2 separate regions of the Neogale vison genome follow, and region 2 is linked to region 1. Evidence: chromatin contacts called from public Hi-C data. All regions are on one chromosome and are shown on one strand. Each heading gives the region's core, a stretch centred on a gene start, on an enhancer-like site or on the middle of the called end of the contact. The rest is flanking DNA. Distances are from core to core; before and after follow the strand shown. Region 1 holds the start of CEP70 (centrosomal protein of 70 kDa). Region 2 holds the start of MRAS (ras-related protein M-Ras).

The links. A called contact is a pair of places that touch in the nucleus more often than the background predicts.
Region 2: a contact with region 1 is called in a Hi-C map of muscle, with 4 times the contacts expected there. The contact joins the promoter of MRAS here to the promoter of CEP70 in region 1. A contact is called at or near these places in 2 of 3 Hi-C or Micro-C datasets (fibroblasts and muscle).

Annotation. Positions count from the first base shown.
Region 1 is chr6:125,510,199-125,515,049 of ASM_NN_V1, reverse strand. CEP70 (centrosomal protein of 70 kDa) reads right to left here and starts at 2,383. Exons shown (of 15, transcript XM_044252272.1): 1 at 2,100-2,383. FAIM (fas apoptotic inhibitory molecule 1) reads left to right here and starts at 2,405. Exons shown (of 5, transcript XM_044252277.1): 1 at 2,405-2,504.
Region 2 is chr6:125,790,707-125,795,557 of ASM_NN_V1, reverse strand. MRAS (ras-related protein M-Ras) reads left to right here and starts at 2,035. Exons shown (of 6, transcript XM_044252282.1): 1 at 2,035-2,384.

The sequences.
Region 1 (4,851 bases), core at 1,134-3,633:
GGTTCAGTCAGTAGAGGATGTGACTCTTGATCTCAGGGTTCTAAGTTCAAGCCCCACGTTGGGTGTAGAGATTACTTAAAAATAAAATCTTTTAAAAAGCTGTCCATCAATCAATCAGTCACTGATGTCAAAGGGCAAACTAGTGAGAGGCAGTTTAAGAGGTTAAGAACACCATCTAGGTACCCTGGGAAACAAGGAAATAATCTGCGAATGAGAATAAAGTCAAAAGCATGGGTCACCTGGCTGGCTCCAAGAGGAAAGCATGTGACTCCTGATCTTGTGGTTGTGAGTTTGAGTTCCATATTGGGCACAGAGATAACCCTGAGGTGGGCGGGGTGGGGGGGTGTCAAGTCAAAAGCAGGATCTGCTTGACTGAACACATTTTATACTCAAGTTCACTACCTTTCACAGTATTTTCTTCAGACTTTCTTTCCGTAACAGTTCTGTCTAGTAACAAGTGACTAATGCTACCATCAGTGTCCTGGTCCCTGGGAATGACTAGGTAGAAAATGTAGCCCAAAATGGTATGTTCCTCAATTCAGGTATCCCAGGAATTACACCAAAGAGAAAACAGTGACACAAAACAAGCCACCTGAGGAATCAGATTGCACTGACTATTCTTGGTGCAAACATGAGTGCACCTCAGTGCTCTGTGGGCAAAGGAGCTTCCCAGGCCTCTAAGGAAGGGCCCAGATACTTCTTCAAGCACATTTAACCATTTTGTCATCACAGGCCTTGTTAACATGACAGGTCTGGCTCTACATGCTGGCCCTGTAACTTCTGAAGGGCTTTGGGCCTCTGTAATGTAAGTACTAGGCTGTTGTGAAAAATACAGGCAACAATATATAAGGACATAGCAAGCATCCAATAAATGACATCTTACTGGTCTTATAAAGGATATCCAGACGTCTGAAGTTTTACAAGAAAATATGATCCTTCATTAAACGTATCACTGAGCTGCTCCCCAACCAGGGTTTCCTGATGCTAGCCCAACTAAGAAACAACTCAGCATGTTTCTTAGAAGAAATAAGGACTAGAAAAAAGTAATTAGAAATATCATTCAGCTAGCCTTATCCCATCACTGGAAATTTCCACTCTGGGGCCTTTTACCCTTCCCCCACTACCTCACTCTTTCAACAATTATTTATTGAAAACTCTCTGCTCAAGACACTGGTTTAGAAGAAAATACAAATACGAAAAGTCTTTGTTTTCCAGAAGCCTTCAGTACAGGGTTGCAAACAAAAAATCCGTGCTCACAAAGTAGAATCTGTATGACATAATTTGCTTAAGCATTCAGTCATTACTACTTTGCAGGCTGATTAATAGGTTGTTTCTTTTTGTGTCTCTATTCCCCTTCTCTCACATACTTGCTCAGCATTTAGAAATGACTTCAACTCTACCAACCCTAAAGATAAAACGATCCTTTATATTAAAACCTCAAGCGAGAGGAAGAAATTACACAATAGAGCATGGATGCCTCCATGCCCCTCCAATCTTCTGGGCCATCAGAGTCCTCACCAGAATACTGTCAAATGTCTGTATATTATTGTCCCCGGGGCCACTCACTGGCCTCCTCAAATGGTCCACTCAACAACTCTCCTCCCTCTCTGCTGGTTGCGAAAATGAAAACCACCTGAAACTTACCCAGGCAGGCTCTACATTCATTCCTTAAACAAGTATTTATCAGAGCCCACTATGAGCCTGCACTGTGAAGATGTGCGAGATACACGAGTGAAAGTCAAGCAGCCACCCTTCAAGAACCTCAGTCCACGACTAAATTACCCATTAAGCAAAAATTACAGAAATAACTGCACACCCTGACAAGGGCTAAGGAGAATTCAAGGGTTCAGGGCCTGGATAATTTTCCTTAAAAAATTGTATGTCCTGCAACAAGCTCAACAACCAAGTGGAGGATAACTAAGGGAAGAGGCAGGGAGGAGCGCCCAGCAGAGGGAAGAGCATCTGCAGAGGCCCGTGGAGAGAAAAAGCTTGCATCATTCGAGAACTACAAGGGGGCTCACGCGTGCTTTAAGGAGCTTGGGTCTTTACAGAAGTAACCAGAAAAGATTTCAAGGGGCGAATGCCATAATCAGATTTACCTGCCCAGTGGCTTCAGAGCAGACACAGGGTCTCTTTTTGCCACCAGTTTACCCCAGCGTCCGGCCCCGCGCCTTCTATCAGCGGGTCCCACCAGCCAGGGCTTAAGGTTTGGGGTTTGGGGTGAGGCAGGGCTCCTGCAGAGAGAGCCAAGCCCATCGCTGAGGCTGCGGGCGGGGGTTGCGTCCGCGGCACTCGGAGGCCGGTGGCGGCCAGCGCTGGGCACCTCAGGGGACCTGAAGCGCCACAGAGTCGGCGCGCTCGCAACTGGCGGCGGCCGAGCTTTCAGTTTCCGAGGAGGAGGCGCCCGGTTCTCGGCGAGGGGAACAAGGCCACGCGGCCCGGGTGGCGGGGCCGGAACCCGCGCGCTCCGTGGTACAGAACCTGCCGTGGTGCCCGGCGACCAGGTAAGCCCCGCGGCGCAGGTGGGGAGGCCCCGGGCCGGGCCCCAGAAGCCCCTGCGCCCAGCCCCGGCGTCCCCGCTGCAGCGCGGCTGCGGCGGCCATCTCCCGGCGGCGGGGCGGCGGCGGGCGCCGCGAGCGGTGGGCGGTGTCTACGCGGACCGTGAGCCGGGAGGGTGAGGCACCGGGGTGTTCGGGAGTTTTCTGTCGGCCGGGCCCAGGGCGGAGGCGGAGGCGGGAACTGTGGGGGCGGGGGCAGCCTGCGGGTCTCTCCTTCCTGGCCAGGCCCTGCGACCTGAAGGTAATACTATTCCAGCCGTTTTTTCCTGGACGCCTCAGCGGAGTCAAGGTCGTGAGGTGCTGTAACTCGGCTCCTTTGCCTAAGCGTGCGGCTCGCGCAGCTCCCCGTGGCTTCACGTGTTTTTGTGCGACCTTCGGGCCTCCCTGGGCTGCGCTCGTGTGCGCGAGGTTGAGCGCAGCGTCCCTCCGCAGGGCCTGGCCCAGGCTGGCCGTGCAGTGTCTTAGTGACCGCACTGCGACTGACTTGGTGGATTCCCTCCCTGCTGGTGAACGTGGTTTGCAGTGGGTAGCCAATACGGAAAGCAATTCCTTGAGCACTGTTATGTCTGGTGTGTTGAGCATGATTTGTTTAGAGTGGCTCTGTTGTAAGGCTTGTGGTTTACGGGGTAAAAATGCTCCTCAGAAAAGTTACCGGGTTGTTTTTTTTTTTTTTTTTTTTTTAAAGATTTTACTTATTTATTTGACAGAGAGAGATCACAAGTAGGCAGAGAGGCAGGCAGAGAGAGAGGAAGGGAAGCAGGCTCCCTGCTCAGCAGGGAGCCCGATTCAGGACTCGATCCCAGGACCCTGAGATCATGACCTGAGCCGAAGGCAGCGGCCCGACCCACTGAGCTACCCAGGTGCCCAAGTTACCAGTTCTTGTACCTCCGGTAGCCTTTGGAGACACCTGGCTCCTGAAGCTTCCTGACGCACTTTGCTGGAGGTCCCAATGCTTCCCATGGGTCTGGACGCACAGAGTCAACACCTATTTGTTGAAGACTGACTTTGTGGCTGGCCTTACCTAGAGCTTTTGCTGAAATGGGAACTATGAGTATCTTAGTAATTTTTAAAACGGACTTGGGTTTAGCTTGGACAGACCGTAACAGCCCCCAGGATGGTTAAACCCAAGTTAAACCCAAGATGGTTTCGATGAAGAGTAGAAACGTCTTAATAATTAGGTCTTACTCTGAAACTGACCGTTGAACTGCTAGGGAAGAGATTTTTAAAAGATTATGCTGATGCCTAGTTACTCAAAAAGCTTTCTTCCAAGACATGTAAAAAAGTTTCAAGTGAGTGACATCATCCTCATCAGTGGAAATAAATGGAATTTGTTTTTCCATCCTTTCCACTTACATTTTTGTTTTAAAATTCATTTTATTTTTATTTTTAAAGTAGTTTCCATGCCCAGCATGGAGTCCAAAGCAGGACTTGGACTCACAACCCTGAGATCAAGGCCTGAGCTGAGATCAAGAGTTGGATGCTTGGGATGCCTGGGTGGCTCAGTTCGTTAAAGCCTCCGCCTTTGGCTCAGTTCATGATCCCAGGATCCTGGGATCCAGCCCCACATCGGGCTCTCTGCTCTGCAGGGAGCCTGCTTCCCTTCCTCTCTGCCTGCCTTTCTGCCTACTTGTGATGTCTGTCTGTCAAATAAATAAAATAAAAGCCTTAGGAAAAAAAAAGTTGGATGCTTCACTGACTGAGCCACCCAGACACCCCTTCATTTACATTTTTTAAATTTTGTGCTAAAATAGAGGGAGTTTTCTTTATAATAATCATTTTTCAATTTGGTCACTTGATCCTGAAAGTTAAGTATATGTGTAAGAGTTTAAGAATGACAGTGGAGGGGCACCTGTATGGCTCAGTGGTTTAAAGCCTCTGCCTTCGGCTCAGGTCATGATCCCAGGGTTCTGGGATGGAGCCCCGCATCGGGCTCTCTGCTCAGCAGGGGGCCTGCTTCCTCTTCTCTCTCTGCCTGCCTCTCTCTGTCTGTCAAATAAATAAATAAAATCTTTCTTAAAAAAAATGACAGTGGATTAATTCCTTTCTCTCAAGTTTTAAACCAGAGTCTTCTCTGGCCTTCCCACCTATTTGGTAGGGCTGGGATCCTTTCTCTGGGGGCCCATTCTGTCATTTACTTCTTCCCATTACAAGGACTGTCCCATGGCTGTGTCATAATCATCTTTTGGTTTCTACGGCCTCTCACTAAGCTTTGTGTCCAATTCAGTGCCTGGCACGTAAGTGACTGATAACTATTAACATGGTGAATGAATTTAGAGTATGACATGTGTTTATT
Region 2 (4,851 bases), core at 786-3,285, 280 kb before region 1:
AACAAACTGTCAAACTCGGGCCTCCCTTTCCTGCCCAGTGCCCCTGTCTGCCAGCCACTGAGCCACACTTTATTTCAGGGTTCAAAGAGCAGAGAAGGCAGTCTAAATGGGACAAGGGCCCTGTTGTAAGCCCTCAGCCACAATCTACATTAGAGAATCCCAGGTAGCTGTATGTGATTACTGGCTATTTCAGTTCCATTTCTGAGGAGACAGATTTTGAAAGATTTGTGTATAAAGACAAATCTTTGCTCTCATGCAGATGCTGTCTCAGCTCCAGCTGAGGGCAACACTTCCAGAGCCCTGAGCAAGTCAGGGCCCAGGAGAGGATGTTTCTTGACAGAGGGAGCCCAGGAGGTGCTGACAGACAACCAGGACACACAGAACTTTGCCGGTCTCCCCTAAGGCCTGTGGTAAATGGGAGGAAGAGGAAGAAGCAGGTTCACGGCAAGACCCAGCTGGTCACAATAAGCATTTCTCCCTCAAGCCCTTCCTCAGCCAAGCTCTTTGACTCCCTACCAAGTTGAGATACTTGATAGCACCTAATGCCCTCCCCCCGCCATGGGGATTCTTGGGGTCCCAGAGACTTCAGAGCAGCAAATGGAAGTGGGGGGACACAACTCTCACCAAATGGCTGCATGGGTACCGGGAGGCCAAACAAAACCAAAAATCGGATTGGAAGCCCCAGCACGACAGAAAGGACTCAATAGTAAGCTCCCCCTAGGCTTGGGGCAGCAGTGGGGGTGGGTGGGGTAGAAGGTGAAGCTCTCAAAATGACAAGGGGTTGAGGGGCGCCTGGGTGGCCCAGTCAGTTGAGTGTCTGCCTTCAGCTCAGGCCATGATCTCAGAGTCCTGGGATGGAGCCCCATAGCAGGGCTCCCTGCTCAGCAGAGAGTCTGCTTCTCTCTACACTTACTCAGCTCATGCGCAAGCTCGCTCTCTCTCAAATAAATAAATAAAATCTTTTTAAAAAATGACAAGGGGTTGAGTAACCTGGACGTGTAAAATGGTTCCAAGTTATCATCAAGGTCCACCCACAAGAAAGTCCTCAAAAATAACACCAATTGCCAAAATTATAATAAGCTATCACTTCACTCTCACTAGAGTGGCTGTAATCAAAAAGACAGTGTTAGCAAGGATGTGGAGCCATTGGTGCTCTCAGACATGGTTGGCGGGAATGGGTTGCAGCTGCTCTGGAAAACAGTTGGAGGAGGGGTCCTCAAAATGCTAAACATAGCTGGGGCACCTGGGTGGCTCAGTGGGTTAAGCCTCTGCCTTCTGATCAGGTCATGACCTCTGGGTCCTGGGACTGAGCCCCTTATCAGGCTCTCTGCTCAGCAGGGAGCCTACTTCCCCCCCTCTCTCTGCCTGCCTCTCTGCCTACTTGTGATCTCTGTCTGTCAAATAAATAAATAAAATCTTTAAAAAAAATGTTAAACATAGCTAAGCACGTGACCCACAATTCTGCTTCTACTGCAGGTCTACTCCTAGGTGTATCACCGAGAGAAGTTAAAACGTGTTCATACAAGGGGTTGTACAGGAATGCTCACAGGAGCTGTATTCTTAACGGCCAAAAAATACAAACAGCCTAACAAACATCATCTGAAATGGAGAAACAAAATGTATACATACATTGGAATATTATTTGGTCATAAAAAGGAACAAGCGCTGTTTCATGCTGCAACATGAATGCATGCATAATTCGAAGTGAAAGAAGCTGCTCACAAAACACCGCATGTGGTAGCATTCCATTTATATGAAATGTCCTGAATGGGCAAGTTCATAGAGACAGAAAGGACAGGAGTGGTTTCCAGCGACTGGGGGGTGCGGAATGGGGAGTGACTGCAAAAGGGTAAGGCATTTTGGAGGGGGGTGGGCTATGAAAATGTTCTGAAATTACCGTGATGGTCCAGCAACTTTGCTGATAGGCTAAAAACCATGTAATTGTACACTTCCAAAGTCTTGTCTTATGGTATCTGAATTATATTTCCATTTTTTAAACGAAAAAATGTCATCGATGGAGAGGAGTTAGCAGAACTGAAACAATGAAATGGAGCACGAGTGTCTCCTGTGCCCGTCACATCCATCGGAACGAACTGGGGGCCCAGGAATGGTGCACCGCGAAGGATGGTGCACCGAGAAGGCCTATCGGGAAGGGAGGCTGCTTCAGGATCTGGGAAGAAACCCCTCCCGGGATTCGAAGCGAACGCCGTTGAGGTGGCGACACGGGATCGTCAAGGACTGGGGAGGCGTCGGTAGTCTCAGAAGTTGGCCGGGCCGGAGCGGAGACTCCAAGATTGGGGCCAGAGGCTCTTAAACAGGCCCGAGCGATTTCCCATGCCGCGTTCACTTTAAAAGCCAGCGCGGCGGAGCCAGGGTCTGACCGGGTAAGTGCGCGGGGTCGCGGGGAAGGCGGCGGCGCGGACCCCGCTCGGAGCCGGCCCCGGGGCAGTCTGACAGTGTGGCAGGGACTGAGCGGGCCGCGCGTCCGGGGAGCCCGGGTGCGCGCGGGGGCGGCGGGGTCGCGGCGCACCCCCCGCCCCCAGCGCCGGCGCTAGCCGCGGAGCTCTATTTTTAGCAGGCGTTGTTGCAATATAAGGAATGCGCGGCGCGCCGGCCTCTCCGGGTGCGCGCGGGCTGCGCGGTCGCTTTAAGGAGGCGCCGGGGCGGAGACGGGCCGGAGCGGCCAGAGGGCCGGCTGGCAGGGAGCCGCCAGTCCCGCTGCAGTGGGGCCGGCCGGGCGCGGCGCTGCCTCCTCCGCCGCGCGGGCATGGAGGAGGCGGCCTGAGGGCCGGAGCCGAGCCGGGGCTGGAGCGCGCGGTGAGTGGTGCAGCCGCCGGGGAGGGTAGGGGGCCCGGCCGGGCGCTTTGTTCCGGGCGGGAGGTGTGGCCGCCCCCAGGCCCTGCCGCACTCACCTCGCGCGGAGCGCGCCGCGGGACTGGCGGGGAGTGGCCTTTTGCCCCCACCGCGGGCGTAACGTCGTGCGATCGAGAGATCCGCCACAATAGAGACCGCGGCGGGGAGGGCCTGCCCACCGCCCAGAGAGCCCCTTTCATGGAACCGCCCTTCGGTTTCTAGTCCGCCTCGGCGGGGACCAGCGGGGTGGTGGGCGGCGGGACTGGAGCGGCGGGGGAGGTGGGGGGACCCTTTCTCCCCTTTTAAAATGGCGTTAACGTGAGCAAGGATCCGCCGCGGGTGTTGTCAAATTTATCTCAAAAATAAAAGGCAGCCTGCCGCACTAACGGCCCTTCACGGCACCCGGGGCTTGGGGCCCGGCTCATTCATTGACCGGACTTGGCTGGGGCGCCCATTGAGTGGGGCATGGTGCCCGTTCCTGCTTTGCGGGGAAGGTAAGGACAAAAAATGAGCGACAGCGCAGTGTGGTCCGTGACGAAGTCAGGGAAGAGCAGGGGTTGTGGGACAGACAGTGTGAAAGGTCAGGGGAGGCCTCCTAGAGGAGGTCATGCCTGGCAGGAGCGTGGGCACTGAACACCCAGTTACACTCTGTGGCTGGAATTGAGGTCTGTGCTGGCCTTCGAGAAGGCCAAGTCTGAAGAGATGGACAAGGGCTACCTCATGGGGCCCTGATCTCAGAGCTCTGGGATTCCCCCACCTCCTCCCTCACGGGCCCCTGCTGGTACCGAACCTCCTTGAGCTAAATGGTTCTTGCATCTCCAAGACACACAGTCTGTCCTGGACCCGATGGTAGAGAATGACTGACAAGGCTCAGAATTCTAGCCTCAAAAGAGTATTAAGGGAGATCTGACTTAAAAACCCAAAGCCCCCCTGTAATAGCAGCAGTCAGCAGGGCTCCCACAGACCAGGCACTGGACCAGAGTGTGCTTGCTCATCATTTGACAAGACTCTCCCAGAGGTTTATTGTTGTTCTTTTAAAATTTTATTTATTCATTTGACAGAGATCACAAGTAGGCAGAGAGGCAAGCAGAGAGAGTGGTGGAAGCAGGCTCCCCACTGCACAGAGAGCCAGGGGATGAGGGGCTCCGTCTTAGGACCCTGACATCATGACCCGAGCCCAAGGGAGACGCTTAATAGACTTAACGACCCAGGCGCCCACATCCATTTGGGTTGCTGTGGCTAGAAAGTATCAGTAACTTGCCCAAGATCCTATCTCGAGACCTTGTGGCTGTTCAGGCCCCTCTTCTGAGGGCTGAGCTCTCCCTGGATTGAGGGCTCCAAGTGCAGCCTGTGGTAACCTTTTGCTCTGTTGACAGGCACAGGTTGAAGTGCGGGTGGTGAGCTCTTGGGATTAATAACTGACATGTGTCAGGGGCTTTGCAGTGAACAAAGCATTTCCCGGAGACAGTTCTTAGAGATTCTCTGCTTGTCTTCCCAGAGAAGAAACTTGAGCTGGCTAACATTTTATAAATCTACTAATTTCCGGTAAATTGCAAGTCCCTACTGACTGGGGCTGAAAATATTTCGGGCCGTGGTTTTCAACCTTGGGTCTGTTCTCACTTGCGGCAGCCAGTGAGTTTCTCTGTCTGCAGTTTATGGTGTAGTCTGTACTTTCGCTACCAGGTCAGGAGGTGTTGGGCTTCAATGCTCTGGGGTTTTCATGGCTGCAGGGTCCACCAGCCTCTTTTGGAGGTGGGTGGTGTTGGGGAAGTGGGGTGCTTTAGCAGAAACTGCCCCCACCCCAGCCCCTCACCTCAACATTTTTTTTTTTTAAATTTAAGATTATTATTTGAAGTGGCGGGGGGGTGGGAGGTTGGGGTACCAGGTGGTGGGTATTATAGAGGGCACGGCTTGCATGGAGCACTGGGTGTGGTGAAAACATAATGAATACTGTTTTTTCTGAAAATAAATAAATTGGAAAAAAAAGATTATTATTTA